2 separate regions of the Triticum aestivum genome follow, and region 2 is linked to region 1. Evidence: chromatin contacts called from public Hi-C data. All regions are on one chromosome and are shown on one strand. Each heading gives the region's core, a stretch centred on a gene start, on an enhancer-like site or on the middle of the called end of the contact. The rest is flanking DNA. Distances are from core to core; before and after follow the strand shown. Region 1 holds the start of LOC123096129 (methionine S-methyltransferase). Region 2 holds the start of LOC123099582 (zinc finger protein 7).

Evidence for each region. A called contact is a pair of places that touch in the nucleus more often than the background predicts.
Region 2: a Hi-C map of leaf shows a contact between it and region 1, with 2.9 times the contacts expected there. The contact joins the promoter of LOC123099582 here to the promoter of LOC123096129 in region 1. A contact is called at or near these places in 2 of 5 Hi-C or Micro-C datasets (leaf and root).

The regions. Positions count from the first base shown.
Region 1 is chr4D:51,517,996-51,524,253 of IWGSC CS RefSeq v2.1, reverse strand. It overlaps LOC123096129 (methionine S-methyltransferase), which reads left to right and starts at 4,326. Exons shown (of 12, transcript XM_044517753.1): 1 at 4,326-4,814; 2 at 6,040-6,233. The coding sequence starts at 4,481. It overlaps LOC123099581, which reads left to right and starts at 323. Exons shown (of 6, transcript XR_006448189.1): 1 at 323-566; 2 at 1,465-1,583; 3 at 1,802-2,112; 4 at 2,216-2,291; 5 at 2,424-2,500; 6 at 3,197-3,548.
Region 2 is chr4D:51,804,063-51,810,186 of IWGSC CS RefSeq v2.1, reverse strand. It overlaps LOC123099582 (zinc finger protein 7), which reads left to right and starts at 2,867. Exons shown (of 1, transcript XM_044521714.1): 1 at 2,867-4,116. The coding sequence starts at 3,255. The coding sequence ends at 3,935.

The DNA of each region.
Region 1 (6,258 bases), core at 3,077-5,576:
GGACGGCGGCCGGCCTAACCGTTGATGCTGCGCCTGGACGTGTCCCATTTGGACTGCTTCGAAGAGTTTTCATCAGGAGCGGGCCCACATGTTGACCGACTATTGCATGGCCTTGGACTTAATTCTTTCTTTAATTGATGAGATGAGATGGGCTGGTGTGTAACGTGGCTTTGTCTGGTCCATGGAGCCTTAATCATCTTCTCTTGTCTTGTACTATGAACAGTGCACGTAGCATGCATGGACGCAAGGTGTGCTACTTCGCTTGGATTTAATGTACAGTAATCTTCATCTTTAACTAATCCTTTAATCCCTTTATTCCTGATGAGTAAAAATAAAACGAATAATGAGCGTAGCATCATATTCGAGTCAATTAAATTATGTGTACGAAGAAGCAAAAGTACCTGGTTATTAATTTTTCGTGTAATATTTGTAGACATTTTTATGATAACTATGTCCACATCAGCAGCCGTCTCCGTCGCTGCCGCCGCCGCCGTCTCCTCCGCCGCCGCCGCCGTCGGACGCCTGCTTCCTCTTCTTCCTAGGACAAGCTCGCCATCTCCCCCAAGGTATTCCTTCCCCCTCCCCTCCCACTCCCCTCCCCTCCTTCATCTAGGGTTTCTAATATGGCCACCGCCGATTGGTCCGCCGTTCATATCATCGTCCCTGGCGAGCTCGCCAAGCACGCCGTCACCGAGAGCCACCACTATTCTTCTGCCCTTTCCAGCACCACCGGCGTTATTGTCTCGTGTTCCATCCATAGTTAGGAATGGCAACATCACTTACTATAATTTTAGCCTTGATTGATCTTGGTGTTCGAACCAGGATGGTAGTTAACTTTGTTCATGCTGATAGATAGACATTGGCATCTTGAATTGATGCTAGGCTCTCGTTCCTTATCGAATGAACCAAACATGATTTAGTTTTAGAATCTGGACTCAACACATCAATAGGAACAATATAGCGTACCCAAGGGATCACGTGAAGCAGAAGAATATTTTTTGTTTTCCGTGTCCTAGAGAAATAGGATGTTAGTTCTGTGCCTCTTGCTTTTGCATAATATTGAAACCTGTATTTGATTTGATTCGGTTAAATATGCTTTTTCAGATGAACATCTTTACAAAACCAATCCAGATGACCATGTTGTTTAGTTCTGAACTCAATCGTGGATGGAATGTACACATCATTAATAGTAACTTGATACTAGAAATTTTATTAGTTGGCGTACTATTTATTGCTGACATAATTCATTCGACGAGGGGCTGAACTAATTAGCACAAACTAGTAAAATAGTTATATATGGACGCAAGTAGCAAGTAGCCTCATTAGCCCGAAGAACATGTGTTAAGATCAGTAGCATTTCCCTAATATACATCACTTCTTTTACCTCTGTTTAATCTTGCTTCCTTTGCATTGTCACTTTGTTGATTCATGTCTCTCGATTCATATAACCGCGATGTCCATTAGGAAAATATATATGGACGCAAGTAGCAAATTTAACTTGGTGCAAGCTGCAAGGGGAAGGAAAGTTGTGCTTGGAGCAAAAATGGATTCGCGGAAGATTACCAAAAGGGATTCTCCAAACGGTATTCCCATATCCTATTGTTACAATGTCTCTTTATTAGTTCAAGACAGTCCATATATTAGATATCTGATTGCACAAAACTGTGGATCATAGAGAACTAGTATGTATCATCTATCTGTTGGACTTTGGCTTTTAAGATTTGTAACTTGTCTACTGAGATCACAGTTGTATGCTTATATGCAAATGTAGAACTGTAGTTCTTCTTTTCTATTTCCTTAGATCTGAAATCCAGAGCCCAATGGAATCTAGAACTTGAAAGGGCTTTGGTGGAGATCCTTCTTGAGCACAATACTCCTTATCACCGAGGGGGGAATGGATGGAGTGGTGAAGTTTGGAATATGATGGTTAGAATATTCCATGCTAGACATAGTTATGTCAAATTCTCAAAGTATCAACTCCAAGAAAAGGAAAAGGAGATAAAGAGAGAGTATAAAATGCTAAGGGAGGCGCGTAAACAAAGTGGAGTTGGTTGGGATGAAATGAGGTGCATGATACAAGCTGACGCGCATCTTTGGGATGAGCTGACGATTGTAAGTGCTTTCTTCCTAATTTCAGTACTGTACTAGTTATATCATTTTATTAACTCTCTACTCGTAGTTGTTTAACTTCTACCCCCCCCTTGTTTTTTTGCAGTTATTTGGTTCAAGGATAAATAAATTCAAGTCCAAACCTTTTCCTCTCTTCAACCTATTAGGAGATCTCTATGATGGTTAGTTCAGCGGCATCCATACATCTAAATTAGCTATGAAGTTATAGTTACTTGGTTGATAGTTTCATTCTTTTCCTAGTGCACATTGTCGAGGGCCATTATAACTTCACATCCACTTCTGAGCCATCACAGATTGCTGGTGTTGCACATACTGAAACTGAGACAGAGGAAGTGAATCGAAGATTTTCTCATCTTCTTGTTAAATAGAGGTGATCTTTCTTCTATATATTCTATTTCTCATGTCTTATTCAGAAAGTAGCAGTGGTAACAACTAGGTGTAGTATTAAGAGTGAGGAAGTAGCTGTAGTAACAACTAGGTCGCTTGTTGTTACTTATTTTAGAATTCATTGATGCTTTATTTTGTCATGTAATCCAGCCGTTAGTGTGCCTTCAGGTTTTGCAAAATTTGAATGGCATGATAAAAATAGGAGTAGTGCATGTGAGCTGCTAGTTGATTCTTATTCCCCGATCTTATTGTCAATGAATCATCCTAGCTTAGCTGCTGCTAATTAATATGGTCAATACATGGTACTGGTAGTGGTAGCTGAGAATTATCAATCTATAAACACTAGTACATGGTAGTGATAATTCTTATCTCTGGGTTTCAGTTATACTTTTGGCATAAAAAGTTGCACGAGATCACCTATCACCTGGGTATGGAGTGCATAGAACTTTCTTGTTTCTCTCTACAGTTTGTACATGTATTACATGGACTGTTACTAGTATCCAATACTAATAAAGCTAGTTGTACATCTATATATTTCTGCTTCATTGGAAGTAGTTATGGGATCTAATGGAATGGAATGGATGCACACAGTCCATTGGAAGTAGTTATGTTTGCTTCTTTGCATCTATATATTTTTGCTTCATTGGAAGTACATTTCTTTATACTCTTCTTATTTCAGAAGTCAGCCTCCAGCCATGGCTGATCTGCAGAAGCCGCTTGTGCGACCAAAGAGGAAGAAAGTTTTAGTGGACTACCTGGTGCAGTTCTGATGGATCGAGACGATGATTTTGAGTGTTGCCAATTCCTCAAAATGATAAAAAAAATGAACTTCTGGCGTGAACTGCTATGATGAATCGTTATAAATTGTTGTCACGATTCTCTTTCTTTAGCCCAGATGATACATTCTTGTTTTATTTGATTTAAAGTCTTGCAAAATCATCATTATTTTGCTATGATAACCTGCCAAACACCATTTTTTTATTTTGTTGTGTTGTTGTGATCAACCTGCCAAAAAATTGGTGTACTGTTGTTGTTGTTGGTGTGATAAAAATCACATTTTTATTCTGCTTGCACTCAAAGGGTAGGGATATTTTTGCAGGGGAAAGGCTGGGGATATTGCCCACCTACCAAACAACAGTTTTATGTGAAAGGGATTATTAGGGTTGGGGATGGAAGGGAATGTAGAGGATTAAATGGGATTGGTGAAGGGGAGGGATTCACCAAATCCCCAGCCCTTTTGGGGCTTGAAAACCTCATGTGCCAAACAAGGCCTGAAGAGGTCGGAGATGCGAGCCAGCTCCGCCTCCTGGTTATGGGCCCAGACCTCCACGACTCGCGCCCTGCCGGCACAGGCTTCAGCACGCGGTGGCGGCGGCGACATGTAGTTCTTCCGACTAATTGCAACTAGGTCCTGAGAGGAGGTTTATCTTCCTGGCGATAAGATTTTATAAACAATACCCGTACGTGCTCTGTGCGGATCCGAAACGTATTCAATTTTTATTTTATTTTTGGCTAGCGTGCGAGAGCCGGAGGGAGGGATCTCTTCCTAAGCTCGATCCCTGATTCTTTTTTTGATAATAAAGAAACTCGATGTTTGATCGAAATTGCTGCAAGGACGACAGTTGCCGGCCGACCTTTGGACGATGGGAGGATCGAACGGTGTTATTCACTTCTGCTCTACCCAGGGATGGCTTGATGCGTTGCATCGTCTGAGAATCGTCCACTGAGCGTCGGCTGTGTAGCAGCGATCATCTTTGATTGAGTGGGCTGATTTTAGCATGGCAGTTGACCACGGCTCGACGACAGTCCAGTCGTGTCTGCACTGTTTCACGGGGGTTTCACGGGGGTTCCACCTCCCCAAGCAGCCATTTTACGATTCTGCCCCTCACATCACTCGTCCGCCACCACGATCGGCGCCGCCGCCCGCCTCCTCCTCCTCCCGGACGGAGACCAACCAGGGCGAATGGCTGCGCCGGCGAGCGAGGACGAAAGCAAGGACGTGGACGCCTTCCTGTCGTCGTGCGCGGCGTCGGGCGAGGCCGCGTATGCCGCCGCCGAGGCCGTGCTCGAGCGCCTCCAGGCCCGCGCCTCCCGCGCCGCGGCCCGACGCCTCCTCGGCGCCGTCCGCCGCCGCTTCGACGCCGGGCAGGAGCACTGCTTCCTCACCTTCCACTTCCGCGACGTCGTCGTCGACCCCCACCCCCAAGGTCGGTCCCCTGATCCTCTCCGCAAACGTATCACCTTTCGCGGAAACCGGCCGACTGGCCGTCGAAATTTCCCGGACTGCGAAGAATCAGGTCTTGATGATTAGATTGCTTTGCTAATAAAGAAGTAAGAGTACAGCTATGCGTGCATGACAACGATCTGTTTATGGCCACGTCTATGGGTTATTGTACTCTACAGTATTATTTAGGTAAGCACGTGGGCGATTCCACTGGAGTGTCAACCATGTGGCGGCCCATAACGCTGCTGACTAATGTAAGCGCTAGGTGTCCCTGGACTGCAACTGTGTGCGAGACTATGAGTGTGTAATTGCGCAGAGACTTGTTCCCCCTTCTCCTTATGCAGGGAACACTTCAGTCTCGCTTGTTGAATAATTCACACTCTCTGTTTTGGACTTTTGGTGTTCATATAAAATGGAAACAATGGCACTCCGGATCTGTCTGACATAGTTTACTTGATGAGATTTATTTAATTCTAGCGTTGCTGTTAAACATTGTAAATATGGTGTTGTATAAACCGTATAGGGTATAGGATGCGTGCGTGTGTTTATCTCTGTAAACCTTGTTGGCTGTTAGGATCGATCTCTTCTCTGTTTTCTTGGAGATCAATTCTACAGCCTAACCGACTCCTGTACATCTCGTCTATATTAAACACGTACGCGTCCCTGCCCACGGCATACGCTTCTATCCTCTCGTTTTACAGTTGCTTCAGAATCTGGTACTGCACATAATGTGATGTGCCTCCTTGCGTGAGGCTTACTCTGTTAGTGTATCTGATCCCTAGCACTTTTTTTACAGACATTCCCTATCCGTTGTTTAGAGATATATGCATATACTATTTGTTTTTGTAGGAACAAGATTGTGACTAGTTGGAGCCAGATTTATGTGTGTGAGAAAGTGAACCAAAAACAGACACTTTGTGTGTGTGTGTGTGAGCTTGTTGCATTCAAAGATATGGCTTCAATGTGACCATCTTCTTTTCTTGTGGAAGTTTGATAGTCATAGAGGATCAACGGAAGTTCACATGAGATTAGCACACAGCAAGGCATTGGTCAAATGAGGTACTCAGAGAAATGTTTTCATGGCATCTAAGCATCATTTTTTTTTCATTCTTTTGTGTAAGCTGCAGAGTTTGGAGGTTGATGTTATCTATTTTTCTTCTTACAATTCATCTTTGGCAGAAGAATCCTAACTGCAGCGATCAAACTTATTGCAGTAAGAGAAAAAATAGGGCATGGCGTACATACTTTGGAGAATGTTACTATCAATTTTTCTCTTCTAATTTATCAACTGCTTCTAGGGTTCCAGCAAAGCACGAAGCTAACAATGATGGAGATACCTAGCATTTTCACTCCTGTGGATTGGTCCTTCGCTTTTTATGAGGGCCTTAATCAGCATCAAGATTCCACTTCCAGGGATAAGACGTATGCAGAGCTGGGGTGTGGCAATGGTTGGATATCTATTGCGCTTGCAGAGAAGTTGTCCCCTTTGAAGGTGGTTTTCTCTAGTTCTGTCAATA
Region 2 (6,124 bases), core at 1,618-4,117, 290 kb before region 1:
GGTTCTAGTAGAACTTCTGTGTGTACCCTTCTTTCCAGAGTGTGCACATGTAACTGCACCAGTTTGCCTGAATTTGTAGAGCTAGTGTGCACATGTAAGTGAATTTGCGGGATACTGGTTTATTTAATAACTGTTGAACCGGTGCATTACTGAATGAGCTGCACTATTCTAGCATAGGTAGTTTACAAACTGAAGATTATTGAATATGAATGAACATTTTGCAGTAAGATTGGTGTTGTCAGTAGTGTTTAAACTAGTTCATTATATGGTAGGGGTGCTCAGTTTACTTGTAGTTGGTAGTAACAAATTAGTAAAGTTATCAACAAAGTACTAAGTAACTGCATGTGATAGATTATAAAAGTAATCAATAATAAATTTAGAAAGGTAATGAATGCTAGAGGTGCTCGCAGTACTTTTAATTGGTAGTATCCATTAGGAAAGTACTTGTATTAAGTTGTGCTCAAATTTGAACTTGTATGTTGAAGGAGGTGTCAACTTTGGAGTTGTGGAGTGAGTTGATGCCCCTTGATCGTCATGATGCAGAGCTGCCTTCTTAAGATCTAGGAAATGTTTCATGAGATCAACGATAGTAGGATGACTGATCAACATGCTCATGAGAGAGAGGTGAGCAAGCTTAATAAGGATAATGAGCAAGTGAGCCTTTAGACCTTTTTGATGATGTGAGCAAGCTAGTTGATTGGCGGTAGAGACAGGTGCAGGAGATTAACTACCAAAAGACATCAAAGGATGATATTGAGCTGAAGAAGAAGGAAGAGATAGAGAGGGCTAATGGAGGTTGACAAGGGAATGAAGAAGCTAAATATTGATTATAAGGAGCTGAAGTGCATTTAGATCTCTCAAGCAAATAATATTAGGAACCCGAAGAAGGAGAAAGAAGAGATCAAATAAGATAGGGATTGGCTAAAGGGGCAGAAGAAAAAGTTGGAATTTATTATAGGTGAATTGTTGAAAGCTGGGCATGTGAACAACGAGAAGCTTGTGAAGATCGAGGCCATTCTTGATGAATGAGCTATAGGAATGATGGAGCTGCTATGGTAAGTAAATATGTGGCTTGACGGATTATATAATTGGCTTGATTATCTCCACATTATGCATATCAAAGATAAATGCTAAGGATGGTCATAGTGGGAGTAACTTAGCTATTAACATGACGCATTCCAAGACAAGTTTACTTACGTGGCAAGTAGTTAATGAGGAGAAAGATGTTTGTGGTAACATAATATGTTACCGTAACGCACCACAAAGTAAAATGAGTCTACATCTGAATAAATAAAATATTGCATGATACCACACATGTGTTACTACCCACTGTAAAGGTGCATGTTACGAGTTTAGGTTAGAGCGTCTCTAGCAGATCCCGTAAAAGCTCGTCGAGTCGTATTTCCCGGCAGATTTAGAGCACGCGCAAAAAAACGAACAGGTCCTATAAAACGGCTCGTCCCGTAAACCGCCCCGAATCCGCAATATATACCAGAGCGAGAGGATTGTAAGGTTCGTGCCCTTCATTTCCTCTAGCCTCCTCCTCCGCAAATCCTTTTCTCCGGCGACAAATCTCCACTCCTCCGGCAGCCATTTGTGGCGTGCGTAGCCACCGGAACCGAGCCCTGATGTCGTGCGCGGGTGACGGAAGGGGTGGCCGAGGGGGGGCTCGGCGGCCGCCGCGGCGAGCCGTCTCACAAGTGCTATAACGACGATGAGGCCAGGAGCTCCTCCCTCCACCCGTCGGTGGAGGAGTGGCGCAAGGAGCAGGCGCGGAAGCGATGCGCCCTCTCCCGCGGCGCTGGAGCACGGGCCTGGACCAACTTCGACAGGCTGGACTTCTCCCCCGCGCTCAAGCATCTTCGGGTTGTGGAGCGCGCGTGGTTCGACGCGAAGGAGGCGGCCGTCGCCGGAGACGAAGCTGCAGCAGCGCGGGTGCCGGCGTTGAAGGAGGAGTACGACCACGCCTTCGTGTTGTCCAACTCGATGATGGAATACCACCTCGGCGTCAAGAAGGACGGCGATGACGATTGTGCGTAGATCTAGGTTTAATTCCGTTTTATGCTAGTATGAACTATGTTTTCGCATGAACTCCGATGGTGTAATATGTGGCGCGAACCGCTAGCTTAAATATGTCGTTTGTGTTCACGGGATATGTTTTTTCTTGGCGTCCGTCATACTGCAAATTTCGTTTACAGGACCGTAAACGAAATTTGCAGAACCACGGTTTGCCCCGTATGTTCTTACTCCCCACTATAACTAGTCTAATGAAAACTACTGAAGAAATCTATAAAAGAGTGTCGACGGTTACACAAAATCGACCACGTCACATGGCCCAGCAATCAAATCACCGTGGTTTAATTGGCGTAAACGCTATGCAACCAGAGCGGGGTGCCATCAGTTGTGTCATTGCGTGGTACTTTGGGTACTCCTTACTTCATGCTAATGCGTTGGAAGAGATTACCCCGGATGGCTTATCTTGTCGAATCTCGAGGCCTAAACCCCATCATCTCAATATCCGGAGGTCCGATCGCATCGGAAGTTATCCTGATTAGGCATCTGAAACCGTGAAGTCCAGAACAACCAGACGTTGTAAATCCTTTATATCATCACATCAGAAGAAGATCACCCCATGCACCGCTAGTCAAGCGACACCTACCCACCGAAACCAAGCAACCTTGACGCCGAAACTCCACACCAAGCGCATGCATGAAAGTAAAAGGCAGCGCTAGGCCGCTAGCTACAGTGGCGCGGTCACAACAACTCACGACTCGATCAATCGACCACAAAGACACTACGAGCGTATGTACCTACGTACGTACTCCTACATGGCTACCCTAGCAGCAGCATGAACCTACCTAGATGCTACCTAGCAATGGAAGGTGCCCAGGTGGGCATCGCAAGCATAGGACTAGGAGAAGGTGACGTGAGCACGCACTGCCACGGCTCCAGATACTGATGTGAAAGGAAGAAGAAAGAAGAGATATTACATGCAAGTGGAAGAGAGATTAGAGTTGTCTAATGCTCAGACCTGATTGGATTCCTCACAAAGACCATCCACAGGCCTTGTCCCGGATGCCGGATCCCCTCTATAAAGCACCCGCCGCGAGCCGGAAGCAGGCGCCACGCCAGAGACACACAGCACAGCCAGAGCTATCGCGGCTGGCACTAGTGCGTGCCCTGCGCCAAAAAACTGAGCACAGGGTCGCCGTCGACAGGAAGACCCAAGAAACGCTAAGCTTCTGGCTGGTTGCATGCAGGATCGGGACATGGAGCAAACGGATGAGGCGGTGAGCGCGAGCCCGGCGCGGCTGCTTACCCCCGCCGGCGAGCAGCAGGGCGACGCGGCGACGTGGCTCGACCTCACGCTAGGCGTGAACGGCTCGCAGCCGGCGGCGGCGGAGGACCCCTCGTCGTGCTCGGACGAAGAGCCGGCGGCCAAGCACAGGCAGGAGCAGCCGCCACCGCCGCCTCCGGCTGCCGCGGCGGCGCCGACGACGCCCCACAAGGTGTTCTCGTGCAACTTCTGCATGAGGAAGTTCTTCAGCTCGCAGGCGCTGGGCGGGCACCAGAACGCGCACAAGCGGGAGCGCAGCGCGGCCAAGCGGTCGTCGTCGCTGTCCTACCACCACGCGCACCACCAGCGGATGGTCATGGCCGGCCTGCCGCTCGAGGCGCACGCCGCGATCGTGCGCGCCCTCAGGGTCAACCCGGCGGGCTCGGCGGTCCACAAGCCGGCCCGGCAAGAGGCCACGGCGCCGAGGCTCCACGACGGCGTGGTTGGCCCCTGGCCGCCGCTCGTCTACGAGGAGGTGCTCGGCTCCACGTCGTGGCCGGGGAGCTTCAGGATGAGGACGCAGACGGAGCCACCTTCCTCGGAGCAGCAGCTGCTGCCAGAGCAAACTAAGAAGATGGATTTGAGCCTTCGGCTGTGAATCGGTGATAGATCATAAGTAGATGGTGATCGTAGACGTGCGTAGAGTTAGCTAGCTTCTTCTGTTAATTAATTTGATTTGGCCAAGTAATATATAATATCGAATGTACAATTCTCGAGCTTGCGCTTGTTCTTCTAAATAGTTATTCAAGGAAGAAATGACCTGTCGTCAGTTAAGCCTACATGCATCTTCAGACATTTTCACCGAAAACCAGTAGTCGTTTAAAAAATGTTATTCTTCTGCCGGATACGAAAACATGTACTCCCTGTATAGTGACATAAAAAGTCTTACAAAAGTTTACTACTACTCCCTCCATTCCAAAATAAATGACCCAACTTAGTACAAAGTTGGGTCATCTATTTTGGAACCGAGGGAGTAGTAGTTAGTAATGTTTTCTTGACTAGTTTTAAAGGGACGTCGATATCCACCACACGTGTGGCATAATAGGCATTTGCCCACACACCGTGTGTAGCATGAGCAGGGGGCAGCCCATGTGGGCTGTGTATCGGCGAACAGTAGAATTGCCCACACGTGTGGGCACAGCTACTTCGTGCCACACGCCCAATAAGTATTACTCATCCTCACCCCGCGTGTGTGGCACGAAGCAAATATGACCACACGTTCTGGCGCAGCTATAATAAGTACCCGCGGGATGACGATTTAGTTGCCATCCGGGATGGCAGATGTAGTTATCCGGGATGGCAAATATGGTTGTAAAAGCATGGCAACTCTCTTTGTTTTGGTTAACTGTAGTTGCCATGTTTAATTTATGGTAGTTGCCATGTGTAATCAAACCATAGTTGTCGTGTGTGATTAACTACTTGCTACATATGGTCAAACAATAGTTGACATGTGTGTTTACCTAGTTGCCACGTGTGGTTAATCACAATTGTCATGTATGTTTACCTGATTGCCACGTACGTGCAACTGCAGTTGCCGTCTAGCAAACGAATCATAGTTGCCATGTGTATTTACTTAGTTGCCATGTACGCGCAACTGCAGTTGTCTTCCAACAATGTACGACTGTCGTGTGGGCGAAAAGCAGTTCGCCCACACGCGCGTGGACTAGGTGGTGGCTGTGTGAGCAGAAACTAGTTCGCCCACACAGCGCAGCTGGCAACCGCGTGCTGTGAGGCGTGTGGACGACCTCTCCAACGCCCACACACCGGCCTTGTCCTACGTGACACGCAAAAACTACCTCAATGTGTCAAGATTTATGTAAACTTAACTAAATGGTGATCCAGACTTGTGGACAAGTTATAATGTTGCTACACGTGTGGACGTTAGTGTTTTTATTTAAAGTTGGACTTGACAATTCAGCCAGCAACGTCCCCTCACTATGCTTAACCGACGCGGCACAAGAGCCAGGAAGAGTCGGTCTCTGTTTTTGCTTCTTTGGGGCATCCTCTATTGCTAAATAACTATAGCTCACTATCTATTTGCTCTTTTCATGGGCTATGCCACATCAGCAAGTCGTATATGTAACTATAAGTCTTTTTAACTAATCTGTCCATGCACGCAAAATGGCAACGGCAGTCGACCTCCATGGAGGTGGGTATTTTGAAAAAATTGAAAAATATATTTTAAATTTTCAAAATAAAATAAAAAAAAGACATGTTAACATGGATGTATTCTGCATGTGTGTAAATGTTGAAGATGAAATACATTATGATGAGAGCTACACAAAAAAGACAAATCGCGGTTTTCAAACTGATGAACAGTGCAAGCACTGTTCACTTTTAGAAATGCACGTTTTTCTCTTTTTTGTGTAGCTCTCACCATAATGTATTTCATTGTGAGATTTTATACACATGTAGAATACGTCCATATGAATGTGTAGAATTTTTTTCAGAATTCTTTGAAACTCCAAAATATAATTATTGAATTTTTAAAATATCCACCTCCATGAAGGTCGCCCGCCAAAAGTCCTCACTCGTCCATGCACCCATACTACCTCGTGCGAGACATAAGTTAAATTGTTTGCATTAATTTTCATATGATCAGGGATGGTGTATATGTTGGACACTTGAAGCAAATGTATGTACTTTATTCCTCACATTTTGTTAAACGGATGATATTATGTTAACTTTAATTCGAAAGTTTTCCTTTTTTTATACGTCATTTTGTCATATGCTTCATATGTTTTCTTATTTTTAAAATATAAACCGGGAACACTCTTACATTTAGTT